Regions from separate parts of the Mus musculus genome. Here all the other regions are linked to region 4. Evidence: chromatin contacts called from public Hi-C, HiChIP or PLAC-seq and promoter capture Hi-C data. All regions are on one chromosome and are shown on one strand. The core of a region is the stretch at or near the end of the contact, and the rest is flanking DNA. Distances in the headings are between cores, read along the strand shown.

Evidence for each region. Promoter capture Hi-C pulls out the DNA fragments that hold promoters and counts their contacts. Hi-C and Micro-C count contacts between places; a contact is called where the count stands out from the background. HiChIP or PLAC-seq counts read pairs in DNA pulled down with a chosen protein or histone mark.
Region 1: a contact with region 4 is called in a Hi-C map of muscle stem cells, with 1.9 times the contacts expected there. The contact joins the enhancer-like site here to the promoter of Tmem218 in region 4. A contact is called at or near these places in 1 of 39 promoter capture datasets (cranial neural crest) and 1 of 484 Hi-C or Micro-C datasets (muscle stem cells).
Region 2: a contact with region 4 is called in a promoter capture Hi-C map of pre-B cells. The contact joins the promoter of Hepacam here to the promoter of Tmem218 in region 4. A contact is called at or near these places in 16 of 39 promoter capture datasets (the 3T3-L1 cell line, 3T3-L1-derived adipocytes, the C10 cell line and 9 more), 2 of 484 Hi-C or Micro-C datasets (hematopoietic stem and progenitor cells and regulatory T cells), 2 of 115 datasets of contacts at active chromatin or transcription factors (bone marrow-derived macrophages and embryonic stem cells) and 2 of 9 other capture datasets (adipose tissue and liver).
Region 3: an H3K4me3 HiChIP or PLAC-seq map of embryonic basal ganglia shows a contact between it and region 4, with 4 times the contacts expected there. The contact joins the enhancer-like site here to the promoter of Tmem218 in region 4. A contact is called at or near these places in 11 of 39 promoter capture datasets (the C10 cell line, cranial neural crest, embryonic stem cells and 6 more), 1 of 484 Hi-C or Micro-C datasets (uterus), 10 of 115 datasets of contacts at active chromatin or transcription factors (bone marrow-derived macrophages, craniofacial prominence, embryonic basal ganglia and 7 more) and 2 of 9 other capture datasets (liver and macrophages).

Annotation. Positions count from the first base shown.
Region 1 is chr9:37,045,570-37,051,162 of GRCm38.p6, reverse strand. All of the region lies in intron 2 of Pknox2 (Pbx/knotted 1 homeobox 2), which reads left to right. Gm34538 (a long non-coding RNA gene) reads right to left here. Exons shown (of 7, transcript XR_003948122.1): 3 at 1,893-2,316. Among named protein-coding and RNA genes, the nearest start is that of Gm34538, 11 kb to the right of the region's middle. Within about 2 kb of position 3,917, at least 39 of the 459 cell types and tissues checked have an H3K27ac peak or open chromatin away from gene starts, as enhancers often do. A contact at or near this core is called in muscle stem cells, where this site is marked.
Region 2 is chr9:37,366,158-37,370,982 of GRCm38.p6, reverse strand. Hepacam (hepatocyte cell adhesion molecule) reads right to left here and starts at 3,377. Exons shown (of 7, transcript NM_175189.4): 1 at 3,222-3,377. The coding sequence starts at 3,306.
Region 3 is chr9:36,961,722-36,967,089 of GRCm38.p6, reverse strand. The region is part of intron 4 of Pknox2 (Pbx/knotted 1 homeobox 2); the gene reads left to right. Among named protein-coding and RNA genes, the nearest start is that of Gm34652, 9.7 kb to the left of the region's middle. Within about 2 kb of position 2,734, at least 19 of the 459 cell types and tissues checked have an H3K27ac peak or open chromatin away from gene starts, as enhancers often do.
Region 4 is chr9:37,206,600-37,211,759 of GRCm38.p6, reverse strand. Tmem218 (transmembrane protein 218) reads right to left here and starts at 3,537. Exons shown (of 4, transcript NM_025464.3): 1 at 3,355-3,537.

The DNA.
Region 1 (5,593 bases), core at 2,668-5,167, 160 kb after region 4:
TGCTTTCTTATACATCCTGGAACCACCTACTTAGGGACAGGACCACCCGCAGTAGACCAGGACCTTCCACATCCATCATTAATCAAGAAAACGTCCCACAGGCTCGCCAACAGGCCAGTCTTATTGAGGCAATTTCTCAATCGAGGTCCTCTCTTCCTAGATGATTCTAGCTTATATCAAGTTAACAAAAGTGAAGAAATAAAACCAACCAAGAAGTGAAGAACAAATAGGGGAAAATAGACAACTCCAGAAAAGTCTAGGTTGTATCAGGTTCTGCAAAGCTTTTTTTTTTTTTTTTTCGAGACAGGGTTTCTCTTTGTAGCCCTGGCTGTCCTGGAACTCACTCTGTAGACCAGACTGGCCTCAAACTCAGAAATTCGCCTGCCTCTGCCTCCTGAGTGCTGGGATTAAAGGAGTGCGCCACCACACCCGGCTTTTGCCTTTTGGCTTTTCTGTATTTGAGAAAGGAGCTGTTTTGGAGCCCTTGGTGGTAAAACATTTTATCCCCCGCAATGTGTCAGGACTGAAGTTATTCTCCTAGTGTCTGATACAGTCATCAGGCACTTCGCAGACCTGGGCCAAAGTCCTAACTCAACATCTCTCCGGCTATCTCATTTCTTTCTTACTTCATCTAAAACTGTCAAAACACCAGAGGGATGCTTATGTGTTGTGTCTGGAGTACCAAATGTCCCCATGTGCTTGTATGTGTGTTCCTGTGTGATTGTGGATTTCACTCTTGTCCTGGGATGGTACCCTTAGGAATCAAGAGATGGGTTCAGAAGGATACACTGGTCCTGGAGGCATGATGGGAAAGGACTTGTGATGGTAGCTGGTCCTTCTTAGGTACTCATGCCCATTATTTGGTGAGAACTTCTCCTTCCCTTTCAAGATGGGCGGGGCTCTTTCAGTTGTGAGAAAGAAGGGTCTGCGTAGAGGAATCCTCCAGTCTCCAAACAGGGGTGATTACACACTCGGCTCTTTTCACTGAAAGGGACAGCCTAACTTATGCTGGTAACTGGGAGAAGAGATACCAACTCCAAATATCTCTTAGGGCCTGAGCCACAGCTCGGTGTCCACTACAGTGAGATTCCCTACCCAGCTTCTTGAAGAAGGGAGCTTGAGTGTGTGAGCATGTGTGTGTCACCTTCTCTGATTTATAGATACGTGAGTGAATCAGTAGGCACAGGAGGAAGAGTGGGTAGGGGTACGGAATTGCCTGAGATCAGAGGCCTCATTAGGAGAAGGACCTAATCAGCATTATTTATGAAGGTGTTCCGGGTAGGAATCTGGCAAGTGGTGTGTGAGTGTGTGTGTGTCTGTATTTGGGGGTGGCGAGGCTCTGTCTGAGATGGAGAGAGAAAAGGACAGAATACTTTAAAGCCTAAGGGTCCGAGAGCTGTTAAGTCTTAGAACTTACTCAAAACTGCTCTTGTTTGATTCTCTGGACCCAACCCAGAGTCTCTGAGGTGAAATGGGGAGTGAGGACATGGTGAGGCATTCAGGTTCCTATGCCTACGTGGTTCTGATAGCTTGGGACCCCACACACAGTAGCCACAGTTAAGGAGCATGCTTTAATCCAGTCTCCCTTCTTCACTGCCTGCTGCTTTGGAGGCCATGTGCTGTGCGAGCCACATTGAGACCGTGGAAGGAGTTCTGATATAGGGAGAGTTTGGACCTTCTGGAACGCAAGGTTTGCCCGTGTGAAATGAAAGTTTGACTCAGTGGTCCAAGGTGTGTGGGAAAGAGCTTCAGTAAGAAATGCAGACATTGATGTTTGCTCACCAGCTTCTGCAGACTAGAGCAGGGGCAGAAGCTGGCCCTGTACCCAGGTCAGCACTGGCTCATGGTGATAGGACAGCTTATAAAATGTATTCAGCTTTAGACTAAAATACCTGTGAGGGCAGAGGGGCCTCCTGGCTGCATGTGACAAAAAAGTCTCTTGCTTGGAGGAGTCCTCAGTTCGGTGTGGATCTAACATGTTCAAGACCTGGGCAGGCATTTTAAATGTACAACTTGGCTGCATCATCTCAGGACTTCGTGGTCTTCTTGGGGCAGGGCTGGAGGGCAGGAAATGGCCTCTGGTTCCATCAGTCACTCTGGCACCAGAAATCCAACAGCAGTAGCTTTCCAGAGGGGAGCTAGGGGTGGAGGCAGTTTCACAGCAGGTGTCACAGGAGGGGGGGGGGCAGGGGCTACTGTCCTTGTTCTCTTTGTGACCCAAATGCTGCTAAAGCTGGTCCCAGGCACAGTGACCGCCAAGTGCCCCCATGGGAGGAGAAGGATGAAAGAGATGGGAAATTCTCGTAAATTTTTAATCTGAAAAATAAAGAAAGTGTGAATTAGAATTAATGCAGGTATTAAATATTTAAAGTTTCTGTACTCACTTTCATTTTTAACATATTCCTCGCTCAAAAGCCTCCATAACGCTTGTCAGATTTGTTCTCAAGATGTCCCCGGCTCTCCACCTCCCCCCAGGCCCAGCCCCAAAGTTCGAATTCAGGTATTCATCATCTTGATGGAAATTTTCATTTTATTTCTCCTACAGGAACCATCTGATCTCTCTCTCTCTTTATATTTATGCTTTCTCTATATGGCAGCATAAATAATTAATGCCATTATAAACACATCCTATGCAAAATATTTATTAGAAAAAATAACTCTTTAATTTGGCATGTCATTTAATTCCAATCATAGCATACAGGCTACAATTAAAGGCAGGGCTGGGAATCCAGCCTGACTGCTAACACTTGCACAGGTAAAACAAAATCTCCCACACTGAAGACCCTTGGACTTTTGATTGTTTTTTTTTTGTTTGTTTGTTTGGTTGGTTGGTTTTTTAAGCTTGTATTCATTTGAATGATGGAAGCTGGTGGCTTCAATTATCCAGTGGGAGTGGGGCTGAAAGTGAGTGCGTGGAAACAAGGCAGGGATTCACGTCAGTCTTCTCTAGAATGGCAGGCAGGGCTGTTGTGGGTCCGTTCAGTACTTGGTGGCATGCATCTGAAAGGCTGCTGAACATTCAGACTTGGGCCCTTTGGTACACCTTCACAGGACCAGATCATATAGTTGGAATCCTAATGGGTCCTCACAAAGGCCTGGTGCGATCAAAAAGAGTTTCCTAGAGTTGGGTTTCATGCATGTATTCATTTAACAAATATTTATGGCGTGTTCTACGTGTGCTGGGCGTTGTGGTAAGTACTGAAAATGTAACAATAAATAAGATGGGGGGTGGAAGTGAGAATATGCAGTTCCTGAATATTTTACCATTGCCTCTGTTCAGCCGCCCTTTTCAGCCGAACACACTTCCTGTCTATCTTCAGGAATCTATTAGTGCGGCTCCACCCCCAGGTTTTAAGAAATCATGGCTAATATTTGAGTAACTCAGTGTTCCTAGTTTTATGGATTCCCATGGGCCACAACCTCGCCAATAACACTACAGCTACCACCACCCACTCCTCCCTGGGAAGGATCCTGAAAACCATGTGACTCTATCCACATTCCTCTCTCCTGGCTGCAGTGTGGTCCTCCCTCTGCAGTTAGGGGAAGTTTCTTTGGGAAAACGGTTGAATCTACCATGACATATTTCACCATGAGTCACCTCCAGGGCCCAGACTCTGAAGGTTTGATTTCAGTTTTAAAATGGCATTTTCTGCCCTTTCCTCCCTTTAACTATCTTCTGTCAGTGTCCCCAGACCTGACATCATCCAGTGTGTATTCTCAATCTTAAAAGCCATCCATCTACTTGTGGCCCAGATTCTTGATAATTTTTTCATGTGGCAGAGACTAATGAGGAACAACTCATGGCTTGAAAAAAAAAAAGTCTTTTACAGCTAACACGTTGCCAGTCTGTTATAACTTCACTGAGGATGAAATTAAAACAAATGGTGAGTCTCATGTCTCCAAAAATAAGATAATGGGAAGAAATGTGGAACTCGAAACTAGCACCTTGTTCCTTCCGGGTCGTGGACTTATGGAGCAGGGCCAATGTCTACTTCACTGTTGCTCTCTCTCTCTCTCTCTCTCTCTCTCTCTCTCTCTCTCTCTCTCTCTCTCTCTCTCTCTCCTCCTTCCTTCCTTCCTTTCCTCCCTCCTCATCCTTTTCCTCCTCCTCTCCCTCCTCCTCCTTTTCTTCTTCCTTCTTCTATTGAGACAAGATCTCACTGTGGCCTTGATCTCAGAGATATACCTGCCCCTACCTCATGATCAAAAGCCTGCATCTTTACAACTCTTCCAGGGCTGGCTCCTTACATAGCTGAGGGTGACCTTGAACTTTTTTATCCTCTTGCCTCTACCTCTCAAGTGCTAGGATTATAGGTAGCTGTATTACCATGCCTGTCTATTGCCGAGAGAGGTTGATGTTTGACCTGAGAGGTCTTCATGTATATCAGGTACCATCACTTGGTTGGAACCAAAGATGCTTGGCTTCAGCTTAGGTGACACCTAAGATTCTTCAGGGATCATGTCTATGGCTCCACCTCTGAGCCTTTCAGGGGAGCTGATGATCCTATCTAGGGATTTGTAGCCCTTGCCATTTCCTGTTTATCGGGACAGCCACAAGACTAGGTCCTGCCCAGGATCTAGGATGTATTCTGACCTCCTTTATTAAGAAGGTGGTCAAGAGCTCTGTATTAGTCTTCTTGGCCATTTTCCTCTGCTTTCAAAAGCTATGCTTCTGCCTTACTTTTAAGACCAAGATGCCATTTGTACACTATTTTAATATGATAAGACATTTAGAATCATTCTCTGGGGTCCAAAGAGATAGATATGCCTCATCAGTCAGGCATGCCAATTGCTCTATCAGAGGACTGGATTTTGGATCCTGACACCCACATCAGAGAGCTTATACGTGAAAGTCTAGCTCCAAAAGATACATGTCCTCCACTGGCACCCACATACATATTATGCATCCACATACACAGAGGCACATACACATAAATTAAAAACAGACAAACTGTGCCAAACCAGAATAGTGCCTGGACACAGTCCTTGATAATTCTTTCTTTATTGGATCTCCTTGGCCTTTGTTGCTCTGTCACTGTATGAGTCAGCCTCCATCCAAGTCAGAGCACTAATGTGGTTCTGCTCCCAGCCACTGCTCCATTCACTCATTCACTCTGTATTGAGGAGGTAACCACATCTCAGGACACTGTGCTGGGCACTTGGGTTTCAGGGCAGACTGAGCCCCTTCTTTCCAGAGGTTCTGATTTCCATTCTGTTAAGCTTTTCAGTGAGTGTCACGTTAGCTATAAACTGATGGTGTGTTTAAGAAACAGGAATATAAGCCTTATAAAAAAGTGCTGCCTCTGTGGGACTCTTTTCAGCTCATAGCTCAAGGCTGTTTCTGACTCTGCTTAGTACTCAGCCGAGAAATGACCTAACTCAAAAGGATCCATGGTGAGGCCTGATCTCTGATAGGAAGCCACCTCTGCCCCATCCTCTGTGACAAATGCAAGTTCATGTCTTTTGGCTTGGTTAATAAAACCTGCTCTTGCTTTTCCTAATGTCCAGTGCCTGGAGTGGCAGGGCCATAGCCGGTAAGTGTTACAGTGACAAACCAGAGAACATCATCAGCCTGGAGCCACCAAGCACCTTT
Region 2 (4,825 bases), core at 2,128-4,627, 160 kb before region 4:
ACTTGTTACAGGAACATCAGACTATATCCTTAAGCCTACTTCTTTTTCCTCTATGGCATCCTCGATTACACCATTTGTTAAACTGAGAATCATCACCACTGCCCCTTAATAGTGAATTTCGGCTAAGAAGATATTGCGTGTGATAGCTCATACCTGTAATCCCAGAACTCAGGAGGCTGAGGCATGAGAGCTGTCTTAGGCTCAGGCTGACATGGACCACAGTGTCAGGCTGTTCTCAGTATCTACCCACTTCTCCAAACTTAGCACAGAAACTAGGAGCAGAAGACTCCAGAGAATAAAACTGCCATTGTTTGGATTCATACCTTTTAATGTTCATCAAGGTGTCAACACCTTAGACTCTGGAAAAGGTGTATTTGAACATTCTTTGAATCATGCTATGGTGAGTTTAAGAAGCTAAATTTGGCCAGATTTGAGGTCAGCAAGATGGTTTGTTGGGTAATGGTTCTTTTCACCAAAGCTGACACCTGGGACCCACAGAGAAGAAAAAGAAAACTGGCTTCTGAAAGTTGTCTTCTGATCTCTATAGTTTTGTGTCCCACTCCCACAAAATAAGCAGATAACTGTGAAAACAAAAGAGGAGGAGGCTGTGGTGAAGAAACCTGACAGTCCACATCAGAACTTGAACTTCGTTTTATGTGTATGAGTGTTTTGTCTGTGTGTATGACATGCACAGATGTGTGCAGTGCCCGTGAGTATTAGGGGCGGGGGGGGGGTGGGGAAGGATGGTCAGAAGAGGCCACCATGTGGGTGCTTGGAACCAAACCTAGGTCTTCTGCAAGAGCAGCAGGCACTTTTAACTGAGTCATCTCTCTGACCCATTCCAGCCAATCTTAATACTACATTTTCCAGCTTTCATTGCAGTTAGGGATGGACATGTGTCAAAGTTCTAGTCAAAAGAATTAGTGGAATTGAAATGTACCACTCAGAGACATATTTTGGAAAACCCTCCCTTATATGTCTCTTTATGGTTGTGTTTGTTAATTCATTAAGGTTTTTTTGTTTGTTTGTTTGTTTTTTAATTCTCTTTGGCCAGGCAAGATGGAGACTGGGAAATCTATAAATTTGAGGCCACTCTGGTCTAAATAGCACCTTCCAGGCCAGCCAGAACTATAGTAAGAAGACCCTATCTCAAACAAACAAACAAACAAACAAACAAGTTCTCTATCTGGAATAAATAGAGGCAAACCCCACAGTTGTCCATGGACACACACTGAAATAGACAGAATCCCATGAGCTAAGCGTCTTGCTTGAGGGCTCTATGCAGTACCACCCCTTGTTTCCCACTACCACTTCATTCCACTGACACATAATTAATAACAAAAACTTAAATGTTGGAGTTTGTCTGTTCCAGGAGCTCGAATTTTCCAAAATAAAACTGTAAAGATGGCAGAGACCTCTTTCAGAATTTGTACTTTTATGGCTTGATACAATAACAGTACAATAGTCTATGGCCCAACATTTAGCTCTCATAGGTTATAGCTAACATTGTTTGTTTTGGAAAGGATCTTATGTAGCCCAGGCTGTACTCAAACTCACTGTATAGTCAAAGACGGCCTTCGGCCCCTGATCCTCATACCTCTCTCAAGTGCTGAGATTACAAGCATACACCACCATGCCTGCCTCATAACTAACATCTTATTGGCATAGTTTATAATTAAAAAATAGCTTTGATGTGGGCTAACCTACATCTCCTCAAACTCACATGCTGAAGTCCTCCTAATCTCCACCCCAAGCCCTGCACCTCACAATCCGATTTCTTTTGGCAGTGGGGTCTTTTCAGAGACAAGGAATTAAGATGAGGTCATACTGTAGTAGGGTGGATCCACTTCCGCACAAGTCCTTGTAAGACTGGGACATTCGAACACTGACACGCAAACAGGAAAACGCCACCTGAAGGCTGGAATTTTGCTGCCACAAGCCAAAGAAGCCTGGGACAGATCTGTCCTTAGTGCTCTCAGAGGGAGTGTGGCATGTCGGTACTTTGATCTCTAAGGTCTGCTTTTCAGAACTGCAAGACACCAACTTTCTGCTACCTAAGCCGCCTAGTCTGTGTTATTTTGTTTCATGGGCTCAGAGGAATGAAATCGGCCTCCATCCTCATCTATTTTGCCTTGTTTCTCCTTCAGTGCCTCACTGAAGACCAAGAGATCTAAAAAGTAAAACTCACCCTGCCAGTTCCCAAATCAAAGATCATGCAGCGTCCCCATCGACCATTTATAGACTCAGTCTCATTTTCTGAGAAAGGTTTACAAGGCTTCTACTGAACTCAGTTCACACTTTTCCCTAAGCAATGCTGAACTTCTGGGCTCCGCCTAAACACACGATACTATTTCAAGCTCTTGACCTTTGTCCCAACAATAATCTCGCTCACGCTCCTACCTATTTTCCCCGTCTTCTGAGATTCAGTGCATACTTTCTATAAGGAAACATTCCCTGGGTCTCAACGCCCACCAGCATCCTGCCCCACCAGCCCCAGCATCCTGCCCCACCAGCCCCAGCTTCCTGGATGGAGGCAGGTGACTTTTTTTTTTTTTTCTGATTCCTGCTTTTTGTTAAAATGATCTATGTATCCGCTTGCCACATTAAGATGTGCATTTCTAGGTTCCCTGTAATTGTGTGTATGAACATATAAATATCTACAGTACTTAAAATAAGACCAGTTCTCTATAGTGTTACTAGGGGGCGCTACAAGAGGTAGGTGTCTATGGCTTGGAGTAAATTATGACTAGGACTGACTGCTATCCTAAACCAGGAGGCTCATTATCTACAAAGTTTCTTTCATCTTTCACGATGTTTGACACTCAGAGAAGCCACAGTAGAGGTTTGGGAGGTGCAAAACCAAGATTTCCCCTCCCCCTTCTCCCACCAAGAGCTCACATAAGCCCTTAAAAAGAATGCTGGTCTGGCCCACGCCAGCAAGTCATCCCATAAGAAGTGGCATGATGCCTTTCCAGCTAATGTACTGAATGCCGTGGGCGCTCCAAAGTCATGCAGCCTTTCGGGGAGGGGGCCGGGGGCCAGGCGGGAAGCACAGGGAATGAACAGATATATTCAACATTGACTCCTGAATTCACTGAGATGCTTCCCACGGCCACTGAGCGCTCTCCCCTCCTCCAGCCCCGAAGGTATCAGGCTCTGCTCTCCCCTTCCCTCTGTCAAATGCCCCCCAGTTCTTTTCTCTAGACCCTCTGATCTCTTACCTGGCTGGATGAGAAGCAGGTAGACAAAAGGAGAGAGGCGCAGAGCCCTGGAGGCTCTTGACAGGGCTCCCCTTTCTCTCTTCATTTTGGGTGGCGTTCTCCAGCTCTGGTGCAGACAATTAGCATGATTTCTCCACTCCGGGCACGTCCCTTTGTACCACTCGGAGTTTCTCTGCCCGAGCACAACCCTGCCAACTTCCCTCTGAATACACAGAGCTCTGTGTGTTGCTGGCCTTGTTCTCTCCTCTCGCTTTGCTCAGACCTAGCATTTTCTACTTTCCAAGCCCTTCGCCCCTTAGTTTGGACAGGAGTATCTGTTTAGATGTTAATAGCAGGTTCCATCCTATGGGGCTCAGGTGGTCCAGTGGTTCTTGGCTTGTCTTTCAATAAAGTCCCACTCCCAAGGCAGAGGCAGATCTGGGCTCATAAATGTGTTCCAATTTAGAAGGCTCCACCTCACATTCCTCCTTCTGTTTCAGGACGGACTTCTAATAAGAGAGAAAAGGTGGCCGGGTGGGTATGGGAGGGGGTGTTTTTTGGATATCTCGAGAAATGAGAGACGTCAAAGAATTACTGAAGAAGTGGTGTTTTAGCCCACAAGAAGAAAATTGGAAAAGGGTTTGATTTCGGTTACTTTCATGCCTGTTCTAGTTGGGATTGTCTCTTATCACAGGTTCAGATAGATGCTGGGAGTGTCTTTCCAGAGTCCACTGTCATCCCCTTCCCTGCAGTCAGTGCTCTAGGACATGTCAGAGTAAAGATGAGGTTAATGCTCCACACTCCGGCACCCTTGGGTTCTCCCATCAGTGTGATAGCCTAGCCTGCCTCCTGGCCATGCCTTCTCATAAAACGCTCGGTAACTCTGCAGTAATGGAATGGACTCAGTATCTTTGAGCCCTTGAGTTTTACCTCTGTAAAATGGCTAAAACAATGGCCTCCCCGGAGGAATTGTTGGGAGGATTGGTGAAGGTTGCTACAGAACACCCAGCAAATTCTTAGTTAGGAGAAATCATTTAAGTGAGTGTGCCGGGCTCACCCGTAGTCCCAGCACTAAGGAGGCAGAGGCAGGAAGACTGGGAGTTCAAGGCCAATCTGAGGTTCACAGTGATACCCCTGTTTCAAAAAACCGAAACAGGGGCACGCCTGTGATCTCAGCACTTGCAGGGTTGAGCCCTTGGAAAACTGCTCTGAGTTTGAGACAAGTTTGGGCTACATCATGAGTTCCAGGCTGAGCTGGGCTGCAACATGAGACCCCCATCTCAGCAGAATGAAACAGAAACCCCAAATGAATCAACAAAACACCAAAAAAGGGCATTTTATTTCTATTTTATTTTTCTTAGTTACACATGAATATACTTAATCTTAAAGTAAAAATTAGTCTATGTTGATAGACTTAAAATTTGAAAGCCACCCATCAGGCTTCCCCCCTAGTTTTAGTTCCCCCCCTTTAATTTTATGCTAAAACATTTAAATTAAGACAGAATTCATATATCAGGAAATTCACCCTTTTAGAATGTACAGTTCAGTGGCTTTAGTATTTTCACAAGGTTCTGAGACTACCACAAATGTCTAATTTTAGTTAGCTTTCCCTATGTAACACTTCT
Region 3 (5,368 bases), core at 1,485-3,984, 240 kb after region 4:
GGGAGACTCTGCATGGGACCTTCACACTCCTTCTCTGGATCTCTTCAACCTTAAGAATTAGGCTGAAGATGGAGGCTAAGGAAGAAGGGTTAAGGTAGTGATAAAGTGGGGGAAAGAAGCAGGAGAAGGGTTCCCAGAGGCTATGGAGGTTTCTGGTCCTTGGAAGAAAAGTCTTTGGAGTCAAATGGCCCAGGGGTCCCTTTCCCCATTCTTTATGGCTGGGGTATATATGCTTGGCTACTAGCATTCCACACAGCTGGTCCCCTGCCTCCCTCCCTCTCAGCTCTGAAGAGCTAACCCCAGTTCCTCAGGGGAAAACTCCGCTCTATTTCCCTTGTAATGTCATTATCCTAAAGAACCAGCTGCTCTCTGACACCGTCTTCGGGAAAGCCAGGCCTTATAATAGGACTGTGGGTCAGGCACACGGGGACCATCTTAAACGGGGGGGCTCTCAGGAAACGAGACCCACTCTTTCATTACCCCTTCAGGTCTAATCTTGTGACTTTTGTTCCCTATGTGACAGAACTTCGCGTCACCTCCCCAGAAACCCAGTTTCTTTCACAGGCAAGGAATGGACAGTCTCTGATATGAAGTCCCCAAAATGAGAAAGGGGGCAAGAAGCAGAGCCTCTCCTCAGAGACCCGTGCAATCGTTTTAATAATGTTCTCGTTGTGCTAAGGGCTAGCAATACTGAGTATAATCTATTCAAATGCACAGGAGAATGTCACTTTGGAAAATTAGGAATCTGCATTAAAAAATTCCCAAGCCCCGGACCTTCTTTATAATAAATTAGAATTTTTTTTCTAGGCAAGTTCTTAACTTGGCAATTTTCATTTTGAAGTTTGGGGAATAAAGTTATTAAAAATGACGGAGTTTTTTTTTTTCTTTTCCATTTTAGTAGAGAAGCATTAACGGTTATGGCCCCATGCTATTTGGGCATAAGCCAAAGTGGTATGATGGCTAAGTGGCTCCTAGCCCCTCTGGGCTGTTTGAGTTTGTCTGGGGGAAACTCTGTGACTTCTCATAAGGACGTCATTCTGTTTATTATGTTCTGAAGACCGATTGTATATTTAGAAGTGGCAAAAGCAACAACACAGTAATACCCTTCATGTAGACTTACCTCCTCCTTCCTGTAGCTCTCTGTTGAAGTCTGTTGGAGAAGCAGCGCCCTCTGCTGTCTAGTTACAATACCTCATACTCTGGTTTCTCTTCAGATCACTTAACAATTTTTTTTTAAAAAACTCTAACACCTCAATTCCAGTATGCTGTGCCTCATTCTATGCATTGAAGAGATAGAGGTGGATTGCTCGAACTCAGGATTGTATAAGAAAATGTTGTATACCGGGAGGCTGGATAGGAAGTGCATGGATGAACCCTCAGTTCAATGCATCGTGGTGATTTGCCTATCATTGTTTCTGTTCTTATGCAACTCTGGCCTGGTCATCATAGTCACTGGGGTTTTTACAGCTCCCACCTCCTTCTACCCCAGAACCCCTACTAACTCTAACTCCAAGTCATAGCATTCATATATATATATATATATATATATATATAACACATATAATATTGTATATTATATATTATGTATTATATATATATATATATATATAAATTTTCTAGACTTCTCATGGGATCAACCACCCTGTGAGTCCTTCTAGTCCTATATCCTTACCTGTATTCTCTCTCCCACCTCAGACACATTTGAAGCCCTCCTGTTCCTTGTCAGGCAGCATATGCATAGGCAGCATCTCCCACAATGCCAAGGTCTCCCAGCTCTACCAGCAATTCCAGGAAATGGGGATTTAGTAGTGAAGGCAACAGCTTCTCTACCCTTTCCAAGCCCTTACCAAGGAAAGAGGAAGCAGCAAGTTCCATCCTACTCTTCCTCAAACATAAACACACATCTACTGTTCCATAGATGGTCTTGGTTTATAAGCAAGACACATATTTAAATCATCTGGTCTATTGGGTTAGATAGTCAATGTTTAAAATTCTCTGTCTGCACATTTACAGCAGGCCCTGCTTGCTACATGAACATTCAACCAGAAAGCAGAGATCTTAATGGGTCCTTTCTCAGCCCTGGTGGATGTGGCACTGTGTGCGTAGGGTAGACGGGAATCGATGGATAGCCAGGTAGCCGGGAGCTCCCGCTGCTGAATGACAGAACAATACTTACCCTGAGAGGGACTTTGGCAGTTTACTAGGGACTGGCTTCCTGGTTCATCAGAGAGAGCATGATGGACAAAATGAGAACTCAGCTTTCAGGCTCATCTGTGGAAGCTCCCTTCAGAAGGAAGGAAGGCAAACATTTGCTTGAGGCCTTTAATGGAACCAGAGTTTTAATGGAAACAGAGGTCCACTGCTTTATCCCCCTGTGACTCTTGGAGTAAAGAGAACGATGTCAGGGACCAAGGAAACTGCATTCATAGTTCCAGGGTCAAAATGAGGCCTTCCCCCCTTCTGCAACTGGGAAGGTAAGACAGCCAGAGATGGGGCTACAAAGCATTCTCGACCCACTTGCCCCTGCTTCCCCTCCCTGTCCTAGCCCAGATGCTCCAAGCAGAACCGGGGGTGCATCGGGCCTGGGGAAGCTGGCTGGGCTTTGATCAGTCATTAGGATCCCCATGCTGGTTTCATTAACAAGGCAGAAGGGGGTGGATGGGGCCCCTGGCTGTGAATGGCCTCCATCCAGGCCAGGCAGCTGTGCCGGGCAAGCAGGTTCAGATGTTGTCACAGTCCTTTACATTCCTCTCATCTCTTTAAGGCCCGGAGCCCCCTGCCTTGCAAGGTCCTCTGCTCAGCTGCCTGTGAAACACATTCACTTTGCAGCATAAAGTTAATTCATCTGCTTTGAAAGTTCCCCTAAGCCTTTTCTGTAGCTATGATTGACAGTTCCCTCTGCCCCCGGGGGCAACACCCCAGGGACCATATGGGAGACCCACCTTCCCTCGATTTGATTCATCAAAACATATTCTTCTCTTCCTTTTATTTTGTTGTGGGCCTTTCTTCCCTTTATATTCAGTGACCTTTCTCCCTGCCTGCTTGGGCCACCCATTTCTTTAGACCTGGATTCTTCATTGCATAGAGGGAAAAAGCAAACTCCGGGTCTAGCTGAGCCCTCTCTGTCCCTGCATATGAGATGGTGGACTGTCCCCAGGACTGGAAAAAAAAGCTTGTGACAAAACATGCTCAGGGTCTGATTTAGGTTTTGCCTTTATTAGCCTCCTTCTTACCTCAGTTACCAGAAGCAAGAGGTCTTACTGTCTATCTTCTTGTCTCCAAATAGGACAAGTGCCCTAAACAGCTACAAAAATAGTTAATGGCCCAAGGATACAAAGCCTAAAATAAATCAGGGGACAGGTGACCACGTGAGCAGCAGGGTTGAGAAGCACTTTACAGGCTGTGTCCTCTCTCGTGCCACCTTTGAAGAGACTCACTGTCCCTATGGCTTAGCATGAGGGGCTAGGTTAGTAAGACACCAGGACTCCTGTTGTTCTTGGAGTTGGTAGAGCAGGATCACGCCCCACAGCAGACATTCAGGCATCTTGGGTCTGACCCTGCTGCTATCTAACACACAAATTCAGGCGAATGATTTCAGCAATGATCTCTTCCAGTCTCTTCATCTTTGTAACAAACGTTGAGTGCTTCCTGCGGGTCCTGCCAAGTGTGTGCCGTGTACTGGGGGTGCAGAATTAGAGTTCCTGTCCTTATGGAGCCTTTGTTTCTGCAGAGGCAAAGTGGAACTTCTGCCCTTTTTGCCTCTGAAGCTTATGAACACTTTAGTATGAACCCAGGCGCGGTTTCTCGGCATCTGCTCAGCTATGCTCTGGCTTGATTCCTCACTGCATCTTCTGCACATCTCCATGGCCCAGGTGGGATTGAACTTTAATTACTTTTTTATTAGGAACACAATAGGCATATCAGATATGTTTTTCCAGCTAAGAACACACACACACGCACACACACACTAGACCCATGCACACAATCAGACTCTGTTAGGCTCCCTAAAGAGTCTGTTGGAAATCACTGGCTGGCTTGGGACCATAACAGGAGTAAAGACTCCTTTGGAAATGAATGGGAAGTGAGGAGTGGTCACGTCCCCCAAAACGGAGAAGTCTGAGATAAGGTTCCTCTCCCTTGCCTGGTCTCTGTTACAGCTTCCTGTCAGCGATAACCAGGTATGCAGTTAAGGGGAGGCAGCATCTGGTAACACTCTTTGTAAACCACTGCCTATGAAATGTGAATTAACTAATTAATTAATCAAGACCCCCCACACCCCATTGCACAGGACCCTAACTCTTGTGTGCGCTTGTCTGGCTAGCTGGCCCAGGGATCCTGGAGGCGGGGACTCAGGCCTTCTGTTTCAGGAACCCCCCACTGCCAGGGTTCTGATTCTATTGCTGCTCCCCCTCCCTAGGCAGATACATTAAGGAGCACCCTCTGTAGCATCCTGTTTGTCCTGAGTCTCTCTCAATCTATCCATCATTCAGTCATTTAGCAACATATTAACGTTGGGAAACACATCCATCCATGCAGATGGCCCCACAGTGTCACAGATGTTAAGACTGGATAGAGACAAGGCACAGAGCAAGGTAGATTCCTGCGAGTGTGGGGGAAAAAAATGGATTCCTGGAAGCGTCAGGACTCTGCCATGAGAGAAGGGGAAGTACAGACGCTTCCTATAGAGGCAGCCATGGGAAGCTTTCAGAGGTGTTCAGGCAGCCCAGAGCACCGGGGTGTACAGAGTGAGAGTGAGAACATGGTGGGGGGTGCTGATCCCCCTTGCTGGGGTTCAAGGAATAGGCTCAGGCTTTGAGCACTCTGAGGACCATTATCCCCCTCAACACTGGCTATGCCCACTGCTGCTTCCCCACTCCACCCCCCAACCCCCGTTCAGCCCACAGCTGCATTTACCAAATGGCTTCATGCTCTGACCCCCTCCCAGGTCCTTAAACTGTCTTCTGGATGCTAGAAAAATGAACCCATGCTGGCTTTTTCCTGGCACTAGAGGGAGTGCCAGTTGCTGGCTGGAGCCTTTACAGCCAGCCCTTAGTGGGGCCAGACCTGCATAGAATCTGTTGGGTTCCTTTAGGAATGCTCTTCCTGACTTTCTCCTGCCAGGTCTCCTGCCAGGCTCAGAGGAGGGGGAACAAGTCTATGCTGAGAAGGTACAGGAATGGGCTGATCAAGGCTTGTAGCAAGGAACCTAGAAGAGATAAATGGCTAAAGATCCACAAAAACTAATCCTGTGTGCAATGAGGGAACCCAGGAAGTACAGCCCCGGGACCTCTCAGGATATGGCAGATGTAGGGCACCAATAGTGCTTAGCAGTCCATGGCGTTAACTTAAGGGTAAAAGGCCTAGGTAA
Region 4 (5,160 bases), core at 2,288-4,787:
GGTCCTGAGTTCAAATCCCAGCAACCACATGGTGGCTCACAACCATCCGTAATGAGGTCTGACACCCTCTTCTGGTGCATCTGAAGACAGCTACAGTGTACTAATGAATAATAATAAATAAACCTTTAAAAAAAATTGAAGTTATCTTCAATTATATATATATGTACACATATACACATAAATATAATGGCTGGGGAAATGGTTTAGTCAATAAGGTGCTTGCCCTGGAAGTGGGAGGAGTTAGATGACTAAACCCATGTAAGAAATGCTTTTAACTCCAGTGCTGGAGACACAGAAGACAGGAGGATCCTTGGAGCTGGCTGGCCAGCCAGTCTAGCCTAGTTAAACTCTAGAGCAATGAGACCCTGTGTCAAATGAAGTAGACAAGAGTTCTTGAGGATGACACCTGAGGTTGTCCTCCAGCTTCTGCAGGCACACACATGTAAGTGTGCCAACCCCGAACACACATAATATACAACAACAACAGAACAACGAGTATAAATTGTACACAGCAACTCTGGTAAGTGTCTCGGGGAGGAGGAAGAAACCAGAATGGGACCAGCAAAGAGAATATAAGGAATTTAACAATTTGTGATGCTTCATTTCTTTAAGATAAAAACCATAAGCAGAATGAGAATATTTATTAATCTGGTTGGCAGACTCTACTACATTCCCCAAACTAGAGATTTCAATAGCCTCTAGTTCTTAAACACTTTGTGAAACTTACTTTTAAAATTGTTTTCAATGTTTATTTTTATTGTGTGTGCATTGGTCTTTTGCCTGCATATATGTCTGTGTGAGGGTGCCAGATCCCCTGAGACTGGAGTTACAGAGAGTTGTAAGCTGCCATGTGGGTGCTGAGAATTGTATCTCGGTCCTCGGATAGTGTTCTTAACTTCTGGGCCATATCCCCAGGCTGAGACATATGAGACTTCTTCATTTTTATATCTAATAGCTAGGTTTAGTGGTTTCAGGCCTATACCACTCCCTGAGTGGCTGACGCAGAATTTCAAGTTCAAGGCCCAGCTGGGCAATTTGGTAAGACTGTTTAAAAATAAAGTTACCAAAAATAAATAAACAGACAAACGTGAGGGAGGGTCAGAGTTACCCAGTGGCAGAGCTCTTGTTTAGAACCAATCTCCCCCACATCAGAGTGTACCTTACAGGATTTGGGAGCAGAGAGCAGAGAGCAGAGGCAGGTGATGAGTTAGGAGACTACCACAGTTCTCCAGATAAGAACACTTGTCCTAGCTATGGAAATGGAAAGGGGTCAAAAGACATATCAGAAACAACTAGCCTGACTGGCTGAGCTGATGGGCTTCCTTGAAAGAAATGTCTACTTAGGATTAGTTGTGCTGTTTTGGATATCATACAACAACCTGGAAGACATGAACAAACTCTTATCACCTAGAAATCAGGATAAATGACAGCGGGGGCTGGGAACATCAGAAGCATTGATCTTCCATCCCCACGGATGCTGACAGGCTCAGGTGACATCAAGTTACACCTACGGGATGACTCTTAAGTGATAGAACACACAGCTCCAAGCCCTTCATAACCAAACCATTCTTTTGGGGTTCTTTTAGATTTTTTTTTAATTGGTGTGTGTGTGTGTGTGTGTGTGTGTGTGTGTGTGTGTGTCTGTGTGTGTGCCTGTGTGTGTGTGCCTGTGTGATGTTTATGCAGGTGCTTGTGGAGGCCAGAAGAGGACATTAGATTCTGAAACTGAAGTTACAGGGAGCTTTAAGCCTGGACTGAGCCATCTCTCCAGCCCCAGTGACCTTCTGATTCCCCTGCATCTACCTTCCCTTCGATTACAGTGGACCACTCCCTGTTTATGACACTAGGGGTAGAACTCAGGGTCTCACGCATGCTAGGTGTGACTGTGCCATCTGAGCTACAACCCCAAGTCTTGGGAATAGCTAAATTATTTGTTAGTGAGATTTGATTAAAACAAACAAACAAAAATGTCCATTTACTTAAGACACAGAATACCATCCAAGTATTCTCTGAGAGTTGATGCTTAAGCCGACACAATTTTAAGAGTCAATTCGTTAGAAACAAGTAACCTAGAGTAGGAAAAAAACAATTTGTATAAATTTAAACACATTGTGTAGCAGTTGACAAAAGCAAGACAAGGTCAGGTGCTTTGTTGTTTGTTTTTCTCCCTGTGATGGAGACTGTGAGGTTCCTTATAAAGTTCTCCGGACCCTTTTGAATCTATATGTCTTGAATTCTTCCTCCACCTAAGGTTGGTTTGACAGCCCCTTTCACCCAATTTCCAGGGGAAAACAAACAAACAAAGAAACAAACATCCTGCACCCTGGGTTCATTGGATGAAAATCCTGCCCACCACCAGGCTGAGGATCTTTGGTTGTTTTTGGTTTTTGAGACAGGGTTTCTTTGTGTACCCTTGGCTGTCCTGGAACTAGATCAGGTTGGCCTCAAACTCAGAGAACTCTCAGCCTCTGTGATTAAAGGCATGGGCCACCTCTGCAAGACAAGCTGAGAATCTTAAGGGAGAAAACTAATACCTGTCTCAGAGGACAGTTTGCTGTCTGGGGCAGATGGAAATTACAGATAAGGCAGTGTGGTGTAAGGCTGCTGGTGGATGATACCTTGCCCGTACCCCAAATTTCAGGACCAAGTCCTTGAACGCAATAGAAATGGTAGGTTACTGGACAGGATTGCCTTTCTGGAGATATCTTTTTTTCCCGGGTAAAGCTTTGTACACTTGGCTAGCCTCGAACTCACAAAGATTTGACTGCCTGTGCCTCCAGCCTGCTGGGACTAAAGATTAACGCCACTACTACGCCCAGCTCTCTTTTTAACTTTTTTTTTTTTTAATTGCTTATTCCAAACCTTCAAAAATAGTTAGAATGGCCTGATGTGGTAGTACACATCTGTCATCCTAGCATTCAAAAGGCTGGGTGGGGCAAGAGGACCGACCATAAGTTTGAGGCCTGCCGGGGATATTGAGCAAGGCCTATCCCCAAAATCAACAAACTGGAGGAGTGAGAGCCTACACTTTTTTTTTTTTTCCTACTTTAGAAACTTCAGCCTCGTTTGGGTTTTAAAACATTAGGCTAATGCCTCCTAATCTTTGTTGGTTAATCACATGCACCTCTGGGCAAAATCAAATGTCACGACCCCTAAAGACCAGGTGACACCTGACTGACAGAAAGAGGGTGCTTCAGCGTCCTGCCCTTTTTACTGGGCAGGCAGCGATTCAGTCTGCAGGGTTCACCACACATCAGCTCCCAGCACCGCAGCTGGGAACACTGGGGACTGAGCAGTAATCCCAGGCCTGCGGCCAGGATGACCTTCGGTGGCCCGCGCGCCTCCCGCCCTCACCTTCCAGGCGTCTGGGGCCAGCCTCCGGTCCTCACCCGGCTCTCAGGTTCCTCACCAGGACTCACCCCTCGCTCTCTGTCCCCTTCATCCAGGCTTTGGTCTACTTTGGACGAATCACAAGTAGGGGCTCATTTAAGAAATTTAAGATGGACCAATCAAAGCCGCCCTTTCAGCACTTAAGGGCGTCCTCAATAGCTGACGTTGGCTGTGGCTCCAGGCAACGCAAAGCGTGGTGGGTGGGTGGTGTGTACGTCAGTCTCCTTTACGTCCTCCCATTGGTCTATATGTACTGTCCTCAGTTTCAATTGGATAGCAATGCTTGTCAATCACACCTTGGTAAGGATTAAACCCTTGGACAACAACGGGAAGACCGTTTAATAGCTTCTTGCTTTCGCGATTGAGATTGCTCCGACCGATCACAGAGAGCTGTTCCGCGGTCTAGACACCAATTCCTGCCCCGCTATCTATCTGATGACCAGTCCGCAGGAGCCTGGGATTGTGGGGACAATCAAATCGGCTTGGCATTTCAGGATCCCTAGAATCCCTCCTGAATTGAATGCAGATCACTAGTTAAAATAACAACACATTCTCCTTACTGGGCCTTATTTTATTGGTAGTTTTTCTTCCTTTAGGTTTTGACATGTACCGACAAGGCAAGGATCAATGAAACCAAGAGACAGACTTGGGAAGAGGCCCGAGGTCACATAAACCCTTTTCCCTTCTTGCCACCCTATACTGGCAGCTGGTCCACATGTGTGGAAGAGTGTTCTTCCCTAACTGCTACCCAGAATGTGTCAAGATTTTGTATGCAGGCTATAGGGTGTCTGATCAAAAGATCAGGCCAGTGAATGGAAACCGGTCAAAGTTTGCATCCTTCGTCGTGCAAGCGTGAAGGGAAAACAAAAGCAATATAAGATTTGTGAACTGCGGTCCTGGAAGCTGTGTCCTTAGACAAAATTGGGCCTGGATGTATTCTATCTGCCTGCTCGACTGCCTGCCTGTCTCTGTGTCTGTCTCTCCCTCTCTCCCTCTCTCCCTCTACTTCTTTCTCTCGTCCCGTCCCTTCTCTCCAGATTCTCACTATGTAACCCTGGCTGTCCTGGAACTCATTATGTCAACCAGGCTGGCCTCGAACTCACAGATGTGTCTGCCTCTGCCTTCCTAGTACTGGTATTGAAGGCATGAGTCACTAGCCTGGCTTTCAGTGCACTCTTTTTCTGAATTATGAATGAAGTGGAGGCTGATTCAGTTTTCTTGACTGTAGAGACCTATAGGTCCTTACCTCTTTAACGACTGAACGTTAGCTGCCTTATTGAGGAGCTATGCTATTGTTACTGTAACTATGTACTATTAGAAACTGAGAGGATACACAAGAAATAAAATGTTACTCTTGTCTTAATGAGTTTTACATAGTTTTGTAATGGCAGGTCAAGGACACAAGGTGTAGATCTAATTTATAGTTAGTTACTCCAGAGGATAGCACACATGAGAACACTTGGATGTTTAAACTTTTATTTCCTGTGTATGCATGTTCTGCCTACATGCTGCATGTGTACCACCTGCATGCACATATCCCTAAAGGTAAGAAGAGGTTGTGCCAGTTTCCATCCCTTTCCAGCAGTCTGTCTAACTATGAACCCATCTAAGGTAATTAACTCACTGATGAGGCCTCAGGATGCAGTCACTCTTAAGCTCATCAGAGCCAGCCTTTGACATCCAAGCCATAACAAACTTTGTTAGACAGTTTTTTTTTCTCTCCCAAGCAAACAAAAGCAAAAGCAACTCGGAGTAATGTTTAGTTGTCTT